2 separate regions of the Triticum aestivum genome follow, and region 1 is linked to region 2. The links are chromatin contacts, called in public Hi-C maps. All regions are on one chromosome and are shown on one strand. Each heading gives the region's core, a stretch centred on a gene start, on an enhancer-like site or on the middle of the called end of the contact. The rest is flanking DNA. Distances are from core to core; before and after follow the strand shown.

Evidence for each region. A called contact is a pair of places that touch in the nucleus more often than the background predicts.
Region 1: a Hi-C map of leaf shows a contact between it and region 2, with 10 times the contacts expected there. The contact joins the promoter of LOC123116433 here to the promoter of LOC123112459 in region 2. A contact is called at or near these places in 3 of 5 Hi-C or Micro-C datasets (leaf and root) and 1 of 1 datasets of contacts at active chromatin or transcription factors (leaf).

The regions. Positions count from the first base shown.
Region 1 is chr5B:460,385,837-460,392,473 of IWGSC CS RefSeq v2.1, forward strand. LOC123116433 (RING-H2 finger protein ATL39-like) reads right to left here and starts at 4,760. Exons shown (of 1, transcript XM_044537389.1): 1 at 3,802-4,760. The coding sequence starts at 4,596. The coding sequence ends at 3,889.
Region 2 is chr5B:460,168,126-460,174,736 of IWGSC CS RefSeq v2.1, forward strand. LOC123112459 reads left to right here and starts at 2,472. Exons shown (of 12, transcript XM_044533446.1): 1 at 2,472-3,146; 2 at 3,276-3,364; 3 at 4,107-4,167; 4 at 4,277-4,396; 5 at 4,766-4,897; 6 at 4,989-5,096; 7 at 5,208-5,602; 8 at 5,708-5,807; 9 at 5,913-5,972; 10 at 6,081-6,167; 11 at 6,251-6,382; 12 at 6,471-6,611. The coding sequence starts at 3,303.

The sequences.
Region 1 (6,637 bases), core at 3,510-6,009, 220 kb after region 2:
CTACTATCTTCTCTTGAGACACCGGGGCTGCCATGCAAGCCTCCAAATCCGCTTTAGCCTTTCTCAGCCTACCTTCCACTGCTCCCACTACTTCTTTGTCCCACACTCTCATTTTCCCTGCTATCTCTTTCAGAGCATGAGCCACTCCACCCTCCCTATAGGCCCAACTTTTCTCCCATGCCTCCCGGATCACCTCCTCACATCCTTCCTCTTGGAGCCAACGTGCCTCAAAACGGAATCCACGATCCCCTCCTTTCCAACTTCTGTCCACCCCCTCCGTACAAACAATAATTGGCCGGTGATCGGAATGTCTTGGCATACCATTGACAACAGCAAATTCCGGGAACTTTTCACGCCATTCCTCATTGGCAGTCGCCCGATCCAACCTTTCACAGATATTAGAGCTCAACTCCTTGCTATGATTCCGCCAAGTAAATATATCTCCTTCAAAACCCAAATCACTCAAGTCACATAAGCTGAGAGAGTCCCTAAACCCGTCCATCATCCCCTGTGAACGCTCCGCTCCACCCACCTTCTCAACCCCCGAAAGAATCTCGTTGAAGTCTCCTAGGCATAACCATGGACGGTCCTGTTGATGCTGCTGTTTTAGTAACCGGAGAGTTCTCCAAGTTTCCTTCTTCCTCTCCGTTGCAGACTCTCCATAGACACCTGTTAAACGCCATACCGACCCGTTTTCCTCTTTCACGTCCACATCAATATGCCTCCGCCCAAAGGACCTGAGTGAGATATCAAGCCCCCTTCTCCAGAACATTGCTACTCCTCTACTTCTCCCTTTTGGGTTCCACACCGTCATGTTAGCGAGCCCTAACAACCAGCGGAACCTGTCCAATTCCTTATCTGTCAACCTTGTTTCAGCTAAGAACGGAATGTCGGGATCCTCCACTCTCCCTAGCTCAAGGAGAGAACGAACTGTCGGGCCGTTCCCGAGTCCCCGGCAGTTCCAACTTATTATTTTCATTGTGACCGGCGGGACTGCTCAAGCAGCCCGGCCGATGATTCTTCAGGTTTCTTACTTACTCCCTCCTCTGCCACCTTAGCTACCTCCAACTCCCCCTCCATGATCCTCCCCTTCTTCCTCTCCTGCCCCACCCCCTCCTCCTCTTCACCTCCCACCATATGATCTCTCTTCTGGCCCAGAACTTTCCCCGGCTCAACTCCGGCGTCCCCCTCTTTTTCCTCCCTTCTGTGCCTCCGACGGAACTTCCCTCCTTTCTGGTTTGTATCATTACGCTTGTCCTCCCCCTTCCCCCCTTTGTCAGCAGTAGTTTGGTCCTGCACTTGAGCAGTATTTGATCCCTTCGCTGCAGCAATGACTGCCATGGTAGGTCTATCCACACGTTCAGGCCCCGACTTTTCACGGAGTACCGCAGCCTTGTCATTTTTCCCCTCCTTTACTTCCTTACTTTTCTCACGTTCATCATGCGCGTCCATATTCAGCTTCTTTGGGTGGCCACCTCTCACAGCTGTATTATCTGTCAGCTTTGGTGGGCTGGTGACCTCCTCCTCTCCCCCTACTTCTCCTCCCTTACCACCCTTGCCAGCACTCCCTCCCACTCCTTCCTTCCTCCATGACAAGCTATCACTACCACTTCCAGATTTCCCACCCGAGCGGCTGTACCCATACTGTCTGTTTCCTCCCCCTCCGTACCCTCTTCCCCTCCAGTTTCGGTCCTCCTCAAGTGCTGGTCTTCTCCTACTGATATCAGCCCTTAGCCAAGGCCCAAATTGTGTCGCATCCCCTCGTTTCAGCTTGATGGAACAGTCTTTTGCTACATGACCAATGATACCACATGTGTAACAAAAATCAGGAAGGAATTCGTATTCAAAGCGACACCACAGCCCCTCCTCCTCTTCTTCCTCCCCGCCATCAATACTCATCTTCTTCTTCCTCCTAGTTACCCCATGTTCATCTTCATCATCAAGCGTAAACCCCCTCATTATGGGTCTATCAATGTTCATTCTTACTTTCACCCTCATAAACTTCCCGACAGCACTCCCGTCCACTCCCGCATCTACCTCCACAAACTGCCCAACTAGACCTCCGATTTCTTCTGCGGACTCCTCATTCATCATAACCAATGGCAGATTAAATACTCTCACCCAAATTGGGATATCATTGAAATCATAGTCCTCGATCCTTTTTCCTGGGTCAAAATCCTCCACCACAACCAGGTCCTTGTCGAACATCCAGGGACCGTCCTCCAACGCTTTCCTCTTCCCCGACTCCTGCTTGAACGTGAACACAAAACGATTATCCCCAGCTTCTTTGCAATCAATCCCCTTGATTGGGCACCAGATCCGTCCAAGGGACAGGCAGATCGCTTCTGCATGGGCTGGTTTCTCGGACACCACCCTCCCAACCGCTTGGAGATCATTCGCCTTCCCCTTTCCTCTACTTGCCATTCGGATCTTCACGCCCTTCTTCTCCTCATCCGACAGTTTGAGGCTACGCATCATCCCTGCTACCCCCTCCATTCTTCTTCCACCCGCCAATGACTCCCTACGCCGCCTAGGGTTTGAAGGTGTATTACGACCGCGACCCCCAGGAGATCACGGAAGGCTGTTGGAGTGGATGGGTTTACGACGAGGCACGCGAGCAACCTGTAGATCACGCTCAGGGAGGAGATCACCGGAGACTGCGATCCGATCGAGCCACGGCGACGCGGGTTCAGAGACACCCTACCCTGATCGCCTCCGTGATCTTCGGAGCGATACGCAAACCGTCACCTACGGACAGACCCTCGCACTTAATGAAACGTTTTCTGCTTTGGTGCCATCCCCCAAATTGGGGGGTGGGAGGGGGAGATTTTAATGTTAGGAAGTTTACGTAAAGTGTAAGTAGCTCTTAGTAGATGTAGGATTTTCGCTCCCCCAAGTTATACAATTACAGAAATGTAGGTACAAAGTTTTTGGAAATTGCTTTTGAAGGCTGAGCTCCATGAAAGCCTTCAAATGCAAAATTCAAAATTTATGAAAATTCATATTTTTACATTTCAAAAAATTCTGAAAAATATATAGAGATAGATGAAGGCATAGTGCACAAGTATGTAAATTTTCAGGACGAAATATGTTGGAATGAGGGCTGTGCAAAAAAGATAGATCTGGGGCTTTTTAACACATGATGTTGTTCATCCTCCCAGACCATGATTTTTTTGTACAGGTCGCATTTCATTGTATTTCATTCTGAAATTTTACACACATACGCCTCACATCCTTATTTTTACATACATTTTTTTCTTCAGATTTTCTTGAAATTGATTTTTTCAAAAAATCGGCCTCCACGCCGTTCTCCAAAGTTTTCTGCTCTCAGATACTATTCGTACATCGTATTGTCAATTCACAAGATCTATTAGTTTAAAAAAATCACAAGATCTTTTTTTTCAAAAATAATTTGGATCTATTATTAAAGTCCACCAAGAATACAAAGCATCTCAAATATAATAAAAATTACATCAAGATACTGAGACCACCAAACAATCACTACCGTGCCAGAATGAGTCGCCGCTCCTCTATCGAAGCCGGCTTGACCATGTCAAGGACAGTCGGGAAGTCTTTGTGCATGTGCCTCTAAGAACCAACGCCGTGGAGCCGCAGCCGTCGTCGCTAACCCCTTAAATAGATCTGAAACAACTGACACCCAAATTTCGCCACACAACAAAAAACACTAACCTCGCCGCCCCAAAAAGACGGCAGGAATCACAAAGATCTGTTTAATTTATGTAGTCTCAAGTCTCAGCATCTATATACAGGCGGAATACAGAGGAATGCACAAGATTTACAACACGAAAGAGGGACGATCCTACTGTGTGTATGGGTGTCGTGCAGAGAAACGACATTTTCTAGCCTAAAAAAACTTATACACATGATCTACACCGTCGGCGAAGCACCAGCAGGCGGTTTCGTCTCCCCTGTCACCACCGGCGGCGAAGCATCATGATCATCAGCCAGCGGTCCCGTCTCTGCCACCGTCGCCGCCACCGCAGGCAATTCATCCTCAGCAAGCGTTCCATTCTCCACCGCCGGTGCTTTGGTAACAACCTTCCGTGGCGGCGAGAGGTCGCACCGGCAGAGAGGGCAGCTCCGGTGCGAGTGCAGCCACATGTCGATGCACTCCACATGGAACACGTGCATGCACGCCGGGAGCCGCCGCACCGTCTCGCCGGCCCGCAGGTCCTCGAGGCACACCGAGCACGCGGTGTCACCCCCCGACTCAAGGTCGACGTCGCCACCGTCGTCGCCGTACGCGAACGTGGGCAGGGCGTCGATCGCGGCGCGCCCGAGCCCGAACCGCCGGGCCGTAGCCGCCGCGGCCGCCCTGGACTGGTCTCGCTCCGGCGCGCCCGCGCCGTCGCTTGGCGCGCCGCCGCACCAGGTGTCGGGCGCGAAGTGGTCGACGGCGCCGAAGGCCACCAGCGCGAGGCTGGCGAACGCGAAGGCCTTCCAGGCGCAGCGGAGGGCGACGGCGAGCACGCAGAAGAGGAGCAGCCACGCGCATGTCGCCGCGATGCCGTAGCAGGCGCGGCGCCCGCCGTGCTCGCCGCCGCGGAGCGCCAGCGCCATGAGCCTCGCCAACATGGTCACTCTGTCAGACCGACCCGCTCCTACCGCCCGAGTCGCTACGGTCAACTGCAGCTGGACGAGGTTGCTTGCGGTGGTGGTCCTTGGGGGAAGAAATAGAAATAGGCGGCGGTTGAGGATCCAGGGCGCGCGGTGGTGGGGTGGTGTTCGCGTCCGGGGAGCGCGGCGGCGGGCGGAGGGGCGTGGGTTGGCGCGCGGAAGATAAGTGGTGTGTTACAATAAGTTCCTGTTAGTTTTGGTCAAGCTTTAGCTTGATGCGCCGGCCATTAGCTAGCTAATTGCCCGATTGTTTGACGAGGAGGGCACGTTTAAGGCTAATAAAATGGCCCGTTGACGGCACGGCTGAGCTGACAGAGACTGTGTTACGCAGCGCAGGTGATACGTTTCTTTGCTTGCCGCCGCGGATAGACTAGTAGTAGGAGTAGCACACATCGTTGTGCGGTACTGCTACCACCTTAGACCTATAGCTGGGGTCAACAATGGCCGACGTCGCCAACGAAAAGGAAAAGGAAAAGGCCAGTCAGTATGATCGCCTTCGCTATAGCGGAATGACAGGATTCGTTAAGACAAAGTCCACCTTACTCGCCTCAACTTGTCTCGCTCACATTACAACCTGTACCCCAGTTTGATTCAGTTTACTCCACCACGAAAACTCTACAAACCGTTCACAACTGTTGAGATATGCTCCCCCCGTCCCAAAATACTCCCTCCGTGTTTCTTTTTAGTCAGCATATAAGATTTGGTCAAAGTCAAACTTAGTAAAGTTTGACCAACTTTATAGAAAAAAATATGAACATCTACAATACTAAAGCTATATGGTATGAAAATTAATTTCATGATGCATCTAACATTATTGATCTCATATTATGAAACTTGATATTCTTTCTATAAACTTAGCCAAAGTTAACAAAGTTTGACTTTGACCAAATCTTATATGCAGACTTAAAAAAACGGAGGGAGCAAGTGACTCAATTTTGTATACTAACTTTCAGAGTTAGTACAAAGTTGAGTCACTTATTTATTTTGAGACTGGTGGAGTATGATTCTCAAAACAAAAACAAAAAAACTGTCTGAGATATATTGTCCATCTCTTTCCATCAGTTTGAACTTTCAAATGAAATTGACTCAAACATGAATTCAACAACCCATCGCTCCCAGTTGACCCTTTTTACATGTTTGACTCGTGCTTCGTGTTTGTCAACGGTGCCACACCATCTGTTTTCTCTCTTGTACTCCTACTCCCTCCGTCCGAAAATACTTGTCATCAAAATAGATAAAAAAGGATGTATCTAGAACTAAAATACGTCTAAATACATTCCCTTTTATCCATTTTGATGACAAATATTTCCGGACGGAGGGAGTACTAGCTTGCACAGCTGGCACTGCACATGGCACAGCGATGTCGTTGGCCACCACATGAATCACAAAGCCAGTGGGCGAGTCGTGCGTTACGGTACTTGACTTTGTAATACAATAATCCGTGAAATGAAACGAGTAGTAGCTTGCAAAAACCTCTTACATTGTGGGACGTGAGGGGGTAGTTAATAACAACCGGAATTTGGTCACCGTCGAGACGATGCTGTGTCTTGCCGTGCCGTGCCGTGCTCGTGCTAGTTCGACAGTGGTGCTTGTTGCTTCAGTTCACGGTGCTGCCATCTGCCCGCTCCAGCTTTCAGAAGCTAAACTGAGTAACTGGAGCGTCTCGACACGCGCCCCCGCTTCAGCCTGACGCCGCAGACATCGTCGTTGCTATCCCCGGCGGAAAACCACCACTTGTACCCTCCCCTCCCTTGCCGGAGGAGAAAAGAGGCCCCGTCCACACTGATCTTCAGTGACTCCGCCGGCGGTTTGCACCGTCGGGCAGCACGGGCAGAAGGCGATGGCGCCGGCTTGCCGAGGCGCTGACAGAAGGAACCGACAACTTCACAGAAGGGCGATGATGAGCAACAGTTGCGTCTCCTTGTGCCAACCAGAGTTCATCGTCGGCCACAACCATAGCCCCGAGCAGCAGCAATCTGGCAATGCTCATAGTCGGCCA
Region 2 (6,611 bases), core at 1,222-3,721:
TTGCAGCCTCCGCAGCGGATCAGCGGTAGCGCCAACGCCCGCCGGCGGACAGCAGAGGACGACGAGCTTGCGACAGACATGACTGCCAGACCTTGCGGGGGAAAGCAGCAGAGAAGAACGAGCTCGCGGCAGCCCGATTCGACGGCGGCGACGGTGGTGGTGGAGCAGAGCAGAGCGACAGAAGCGGAGGGGGCGAGGGGGATTTGAGAGGGGCGTCGCGGGTTAGGGATTTGAGAGGGGGCGAGGGGGATTGGGGATTTTGGTCATTTCACAGAAAACCCCTCCATTAATCATTGGCTGAATGAGAGAGCACTACATGGCGGTCAACAGTTGGTCAAACTAGGCATGTACGCACCGCATACGTGCTACAGTGACCGTATATTCACGTCCCATCGTATTTAGTGACCGTAACGAGCGTATTTCAAAGTTGGATAACCGTACCGTGCTTTCAACGCAATTACAATGACCGTGGGTGTATTTATCTCAATCCACGATGCTGCAGTGCTGCCGGGATGGGTAGACAATGGACCTGATACTGATAGCAAGCAGATCCTGTGCATAGCAGCAAGCACAGTGTAGGTAGATGGGCCCCAGCCTCGGATCCGCCACCGACGCGCAACACACGGCCGCACGCACAGGCGGCGCGGCGCGCCGCTGGGGCGGGGGCGAGCCAGGTCGCATGCACGCAGCATACGCAGCAGGCCAGCAGGGCTGGCTCGTCGGTCCACCTGGTGTCACCAGCCACACGTGTACGTACTCGTCCATCGCACCTGCACAACTTGGCCGATCCATGCATATTGATTGGCGGATTTCCTGTCCTCATCACACGTCCAAGTCGTCCCAGCGCACCACACATCATTGAGCATGATCACAGTTCACAGATATTAACTGATGAACTGTACCCATCAAGGAGCCATGATATGGACTACTGTAGTATCGGTAGGTGGGTGGCGGATGGATGGCTGACTGGCTGGTCCCGCGCGCAGATCGACATGGGCGGCTGCCACGCGACCACGCACCGGCCGGCGTCTACGCAGTAGTACGTGCATGCCCTAGCTCGCCCTAGGTGCATGCACGCGCGCGCGCGCCGCGAGTTTCACCGACGCGCAGATTGCAGCGGCGCCGCGGGACCGGCCGGCTCTTCCGATCCGCTTCGCGCCACGCTCTGCCGCGTGCGTCGGCAGGCAGGCGGAGAGCGAAAAATCCAGGGAGTCGGCGCGCGTGCGGGGTAAGCGGCCGGCCCCGTTCCCGATCTCCGTGGCCTCACCCGCACGCACGAACTTGTTTATTCGCCAGAGACACATTACGTACGCTGTAGATGCTCGCTTTCTTTGGTTTCTTTCGCCGTGGTTCGTTTGTTTACGTACCCTACTGAACGTATCACCCGCGGCCGGCGCCGGCGGCATAAAATAAGCCAGTTCGCGGATTCGGTGCTTGGCCTCGACAATTCCCGATCTATTCGGATCTTTCTTTGTCCATCATCCCTCCCTCCTCTCTTCCGAGTTGTGTCAAGCACCGGCGCGGACTCGCATCCCGTGCTTGTGCGTGCCCCGTAGACGCACCGGCGCGCCCCGAGCACAAGCGGGCAGGCAGGCAGGGGCTCCCGTCGTCGCCGTACTCAGTGCCCGATCGGAATCGGAATTTACACGGCCTGGCCCATGCCGGCAGGCAGGGCTGTGGTCACATCGGAATCTGGACAGTGACGCGCCGCCCGTACCAGTTCGCCGCACTGGCAGGCAAGCTAGATGCCAGGAACAATCACGCCGCCTTTGGCATGGAGCGCGAAACGGGTACCGTGACAAGGACGGCGGAACCAAAAGATCGCTGGGGTTCACGCCGGAGGTAGCGAGTCACGGGGCGAGCCTGCGTGTCAGCCCCGTGCGTGCCGCGCAATCTTGGTTGGATTGGCTGGATCTGGATCGGTACATTAGTACAAACGCGCCGCCGGGCCGCACCTTTGTGATGACCAGCGAGTGAAGGATCCATCATCAACTAGGGCACTGGTGAGGGCTCGCTCGACGCAACGCCAGCCAGCGTGTTTGCTTGCGTTCCACAGAAAGGCGCAAGCCGTCTTCCCTCCCCCTCCCGCACTCATAGCATCAAAGGAATCTACGTCTCCTCCATCCAAAGGAAGAAAAGGAAATCCAAGCGAGGAGAAGGTTTCTTTCCCGAGAGTGGATAGTGGATGAGCAACGAGTAGAAAAATGTGAAACGACCAAGCCATATGGGGTGGGTGACGGAGGGCGGATGATGATTGGCAGACAGAAAATCTGAGGAAATATGCATTTTTGGGGCGGCGATGGAACAAACGATGGAAAAGGCGGTGGGATAGGTGGCTCCGGTCGGATCACGCTACGTTTCCACAAGAAAAACAAGGAACATCACCACACGCAGTCACTCATTCATTCAGCCTCACTCACCTGCCCTCCAAACTTTGCCTTAAAAAAGAACCAGCCCTCCCACCCCCCCTCGCTGGGCTGCCACCCCACCAGAAGAAGCAGATAATAATACTCCACTCATTCTCGTATCTTCTCCATCAAACAGGAAATACCTTCTTTATTAGCCAGCGCAGTGAGGTAGGAGAGGGATTTCATTTCATTTCATTTGATGCTCCTCCTCCTTCCTCCCCCTTCCTTGCTTCCTCTCTACTCACCCAGCGAGCGAGCGAGCTGTCGATCACACGGCTACGGCGGCCTACGGCTTAGCCTTTCCCTCCGACTTTACCTAAAGAATTAGAGAGGTTGATGCCATTGTTCGATTCTCTCGCCTTCCTTTCTCCTTCTCCCGGCGCCTTTTCTGCCCGTCTTTTCCTTGCCCACATTCCTCGCCTCGCCTCGCCTCGTGGCGGCGTGGCCTATCTCCTCTGCTCCGCTTGCTACTAGTACTAGCCTGTACCGTCGGCAGCAAAGGGTTATTCAGTTGCTCATTTTCTCCGTGATCCGTAGCCGCCTCCTCTCTCTCTCTCTCCGTCCTCCATTGCTCTTGGCTGCCGACTGCGCCTTCTTCCTGTCGCCAACATCCAAGAAAGCTTCTGCTCTTCTCTCAGTAAGCTTCTGCGGACAAGGCGGCCGGAGGAAGCCGAGCCACACGCGGAGCGCAGCCTTGATTGCTTCACCCATGGACGGCTGACCCTACAACAGCTCGAGGTGAGGGATCCCCTGCCCTGCCGCTGCTAGATTCCTCCCTCCGCCTGGACGGATTCATCGTCGCCGGAGCGCTTGCATTGAGAAATGGGAGTAATCACGTGGAGGTGACGCGGGGCATGTGCTTGGCAGGTTTCTCGCCGACGCACGCGGCCGGCCATGGAGAGGGCCTGGAGATCGGGGGCGCTGTCGGAGACGGCGTCCTGCGCCGACACGCCCAGGTCCGCCCACTCCTCCTGCAATCTCCAGCATCGACACTCACAGAGGTTAGCACCTCCTTGCCAATTACAGACATAGTTTCCTCCAACACTTCAATTGCTATTTTCATTCATCAGTAATAAAGGAACAAAAAGATTATGGTTTGGTCATTTTCAGTAAGAATTAAGAATTATATACATGGACCCATATAGGAGGAAATCATCCTTATCGTCCGTGAAGAAAAACAGAGTAAAAATGTGAAGAAACACTGCAAATTGACACCGAACTTAAACTCTAGAGACTCCGGTCCATAACCAAGTACGGCGTCCAGTTCAGTTCGTCGCCCATATATGCATACAGAACACTTAACAATTTTGCACTGTTTAGTTGAGCAACTTATTATTCTGTGTACTGTATACTTGTACGCGCCAACCATCCTCATCACATCTCATTCATCTCCTTTACACCGCCCGTACGGCGCCCCTGTGCAAGGATGCTCAGCCTTCATTTTCTGCACAAAATGGTTGACTCACACACTGTGCAACGAAATTAATGGCAGACCCACTTTCACCTGCGTGTATGCATGGATTCCATGAATGCATGAATGTACTAACAAATACAGAATTAATCTATCGTGCAATGTTTTTTATATTATTATTATTATTTGAAAATTTTGGCATGGAATCTGATCAGACGGTAATTATATTAGTTGATTTTGGCGTGGAATCTGATCAGATGGTAATTATTCCTTGTGTGCCGTTTTAGCATGCTGAGGACACGTGAGGCTGCAGTGGACATGTCGCCGCGATTCTCCTACTGCAAGCCTGTGAGTAAATTGGATTTGTCTCACAAACTTTTCGACATTTTTACTCTATGTTTCTTTCACCATTACGCACAATTTAACCGGTAGGCTGTGGTTTTATCACATATTGCAGACCATCAATCGAGACAGCAAGATGCTCCACAGAAGGCACTCGCTTAACTTGCCAGAGCAGTCGTTGCCTGGCCGTCACTCCAGGAAAACAACGGAAAGGACTCAAAAGGCCACTTCAAAGGTTTGGTTTACTGCAAATCCTGGCACATTTGTTTCAAATACGCCGCAAGGTTTTTGTGTTTTGTTGAAGCTGAAGAAACTATGCAGAGACTCGTGTCTTATATCTATGCTATGTTTTTATTCTGGAGTAGTTTCTTTTCCATGAGTAGTCTAAGTAGGGTAATACACACTTTTAGAAAAACACGGTAGCACCACTAATCCATGAAATATAATAGCCCAAACACAAACAATTTGGTTGCATACTCAACTGAAAAGTGAGGAAGGCATGGGTGTTCATCTGTACCTTTCGGGTTTTTTCCTTCTTTGTAGAAAGCTCATCTGCACCTTCAATTATGCCTGTGTTCTTAGCCGTGACCTTGCAGTTCTGCAGTCCATCGCAGATTTAGCTGGGGAGATTGCGGCCCTCGAGCAGGAAGTCATCCGCAAGGAACTGCATCTGCTGACCCTCTACAGAAGGGCATTTGATCAGCATCTATCCGATTCCTGCAGTTTTGCGAGCGAGGTACATAACTCAGGGTGCTAGGCAGATGAGTACATTTGATTCATGACAACAGTATGAAGTCCAGTATGCTAAGATTAATGCCATAAAACAGCAGGTGGATCAAGAAGCAATTAAAAGTATTGATGAGGGCGCGCTTCGTTTAAGAGATATCAAGCAATCTGCAGCCTTCAACTTGCCAACTGTCTCAGATTCTATGAGTGTATGAACTAGAAATCTCCCTTGATTGATTATTTTCAGCATTAATTACCCATCCAAGCAACATAATGTTCCTATCTGGAAATATGCCTGACTCAACTTTGGCATCTCACAGGAGGTATTGTCAAGACCGGCTTCGAAGCATTCTAGCCTAGTCAACTTCTTGAATGCTTCTATTTCAGACTACGTACCCAAGATCTCTTGCAAACTATCGGAGGACATCCTCGGCTGCATTGCTTCGGTCTACTGCAAACTTGCAAGCACGCCATCTCAAGATGCCGAGTCCGTGACTTCACCGAGTCATTCTGTTTCATCTTCAAGTACCTTCTCGCCGAGGCGTCGTAATGACAGCTGGAGCCCTCGGTACACCTTTGATGCCACCACAAGCCCTCGCCAATATCCATCCGGAAAAGAGAATAGTGAGCAAAACATAGGCATGATCATTGTTCCAAGGATACATATAGATGCTGGCAAGTTTGAATATGCGTCAAAAATGCTGGAGACTATCAGGTAAGCAACAGAAAAAAACAAGAGGAACATTGGTTTTTCTGTACTGGAATTGAAGTTAAGAAAGATGCAAGGCTTCAGCTGATAAAATATTTCTACTGCATCCAGGTCCCTGATACAGCGGCTCGAAAAAGTTGATCCAACAAAGATGACACATGAGGAGCAGCTCTGCTTTTGGATCAACATCCACAACGCTTTAGTCATGCATGTATTGATCTACACCCAAATACATTAGCAACCTTTTGCTGTGTGAAGGGTTAGCCTCAGAAATCAGATCTCATTTCTAACCTATACACTGCCTTGTGATATACAGGCTTTTCTGGCCTATGGGATACAAGATAAACGACTGAAGAGCACTGACATGATTCTAAAGGTACATTTTATAGCCTAGTCTTATTTCTACTCGAATCTTTTTTTTTTTCGAAAAGAACTCTACTCATATCTGAAAGTGCCTGAGCATTTGAACCGAATGAATTGCCAGGCTGCGTACAATGTGGGTGGTGAATCAGTAAATGCCCAAACTATTCAGAACTCGATCCTCGGATGCCAATCCCACCGTCCATCATTGGTATGACCTGCTTCTACAATACGCAAAACATGAAATTCCATATTAACAAGAACCAACACACTAACAAGCATTACCTTCAACAGTGGGTTCGCGCGCTGTTCACGCCAGCAAAAAGATCCCTGGAAGGGTCGACGCCGAGGCACCCTTACGCCCTTCACCATTCCGAGCCGGTCGCGCATTTCGCGCTCTCCACAGGAACATTTTCAGACCCGCCCGTAAGCTCCTCAGCATCTCAAACCCTTGCTGCCATTGTCCACACCTTGTCCTGTGTCAAATCTCACCGTGAAATTCACCATGTGGCAGGTGCGGCTGTACACGGCCAAGAAGATCCACCACCAGCTGGAGCAAGCCCGGACCGAGTTCATCCAGGCCAACGTCACGGTGAAGAAGCAGGCCCTCCTGCTGCCCAAGGTGCTCCACTACTATGCCAAGGACGCGGCGCTC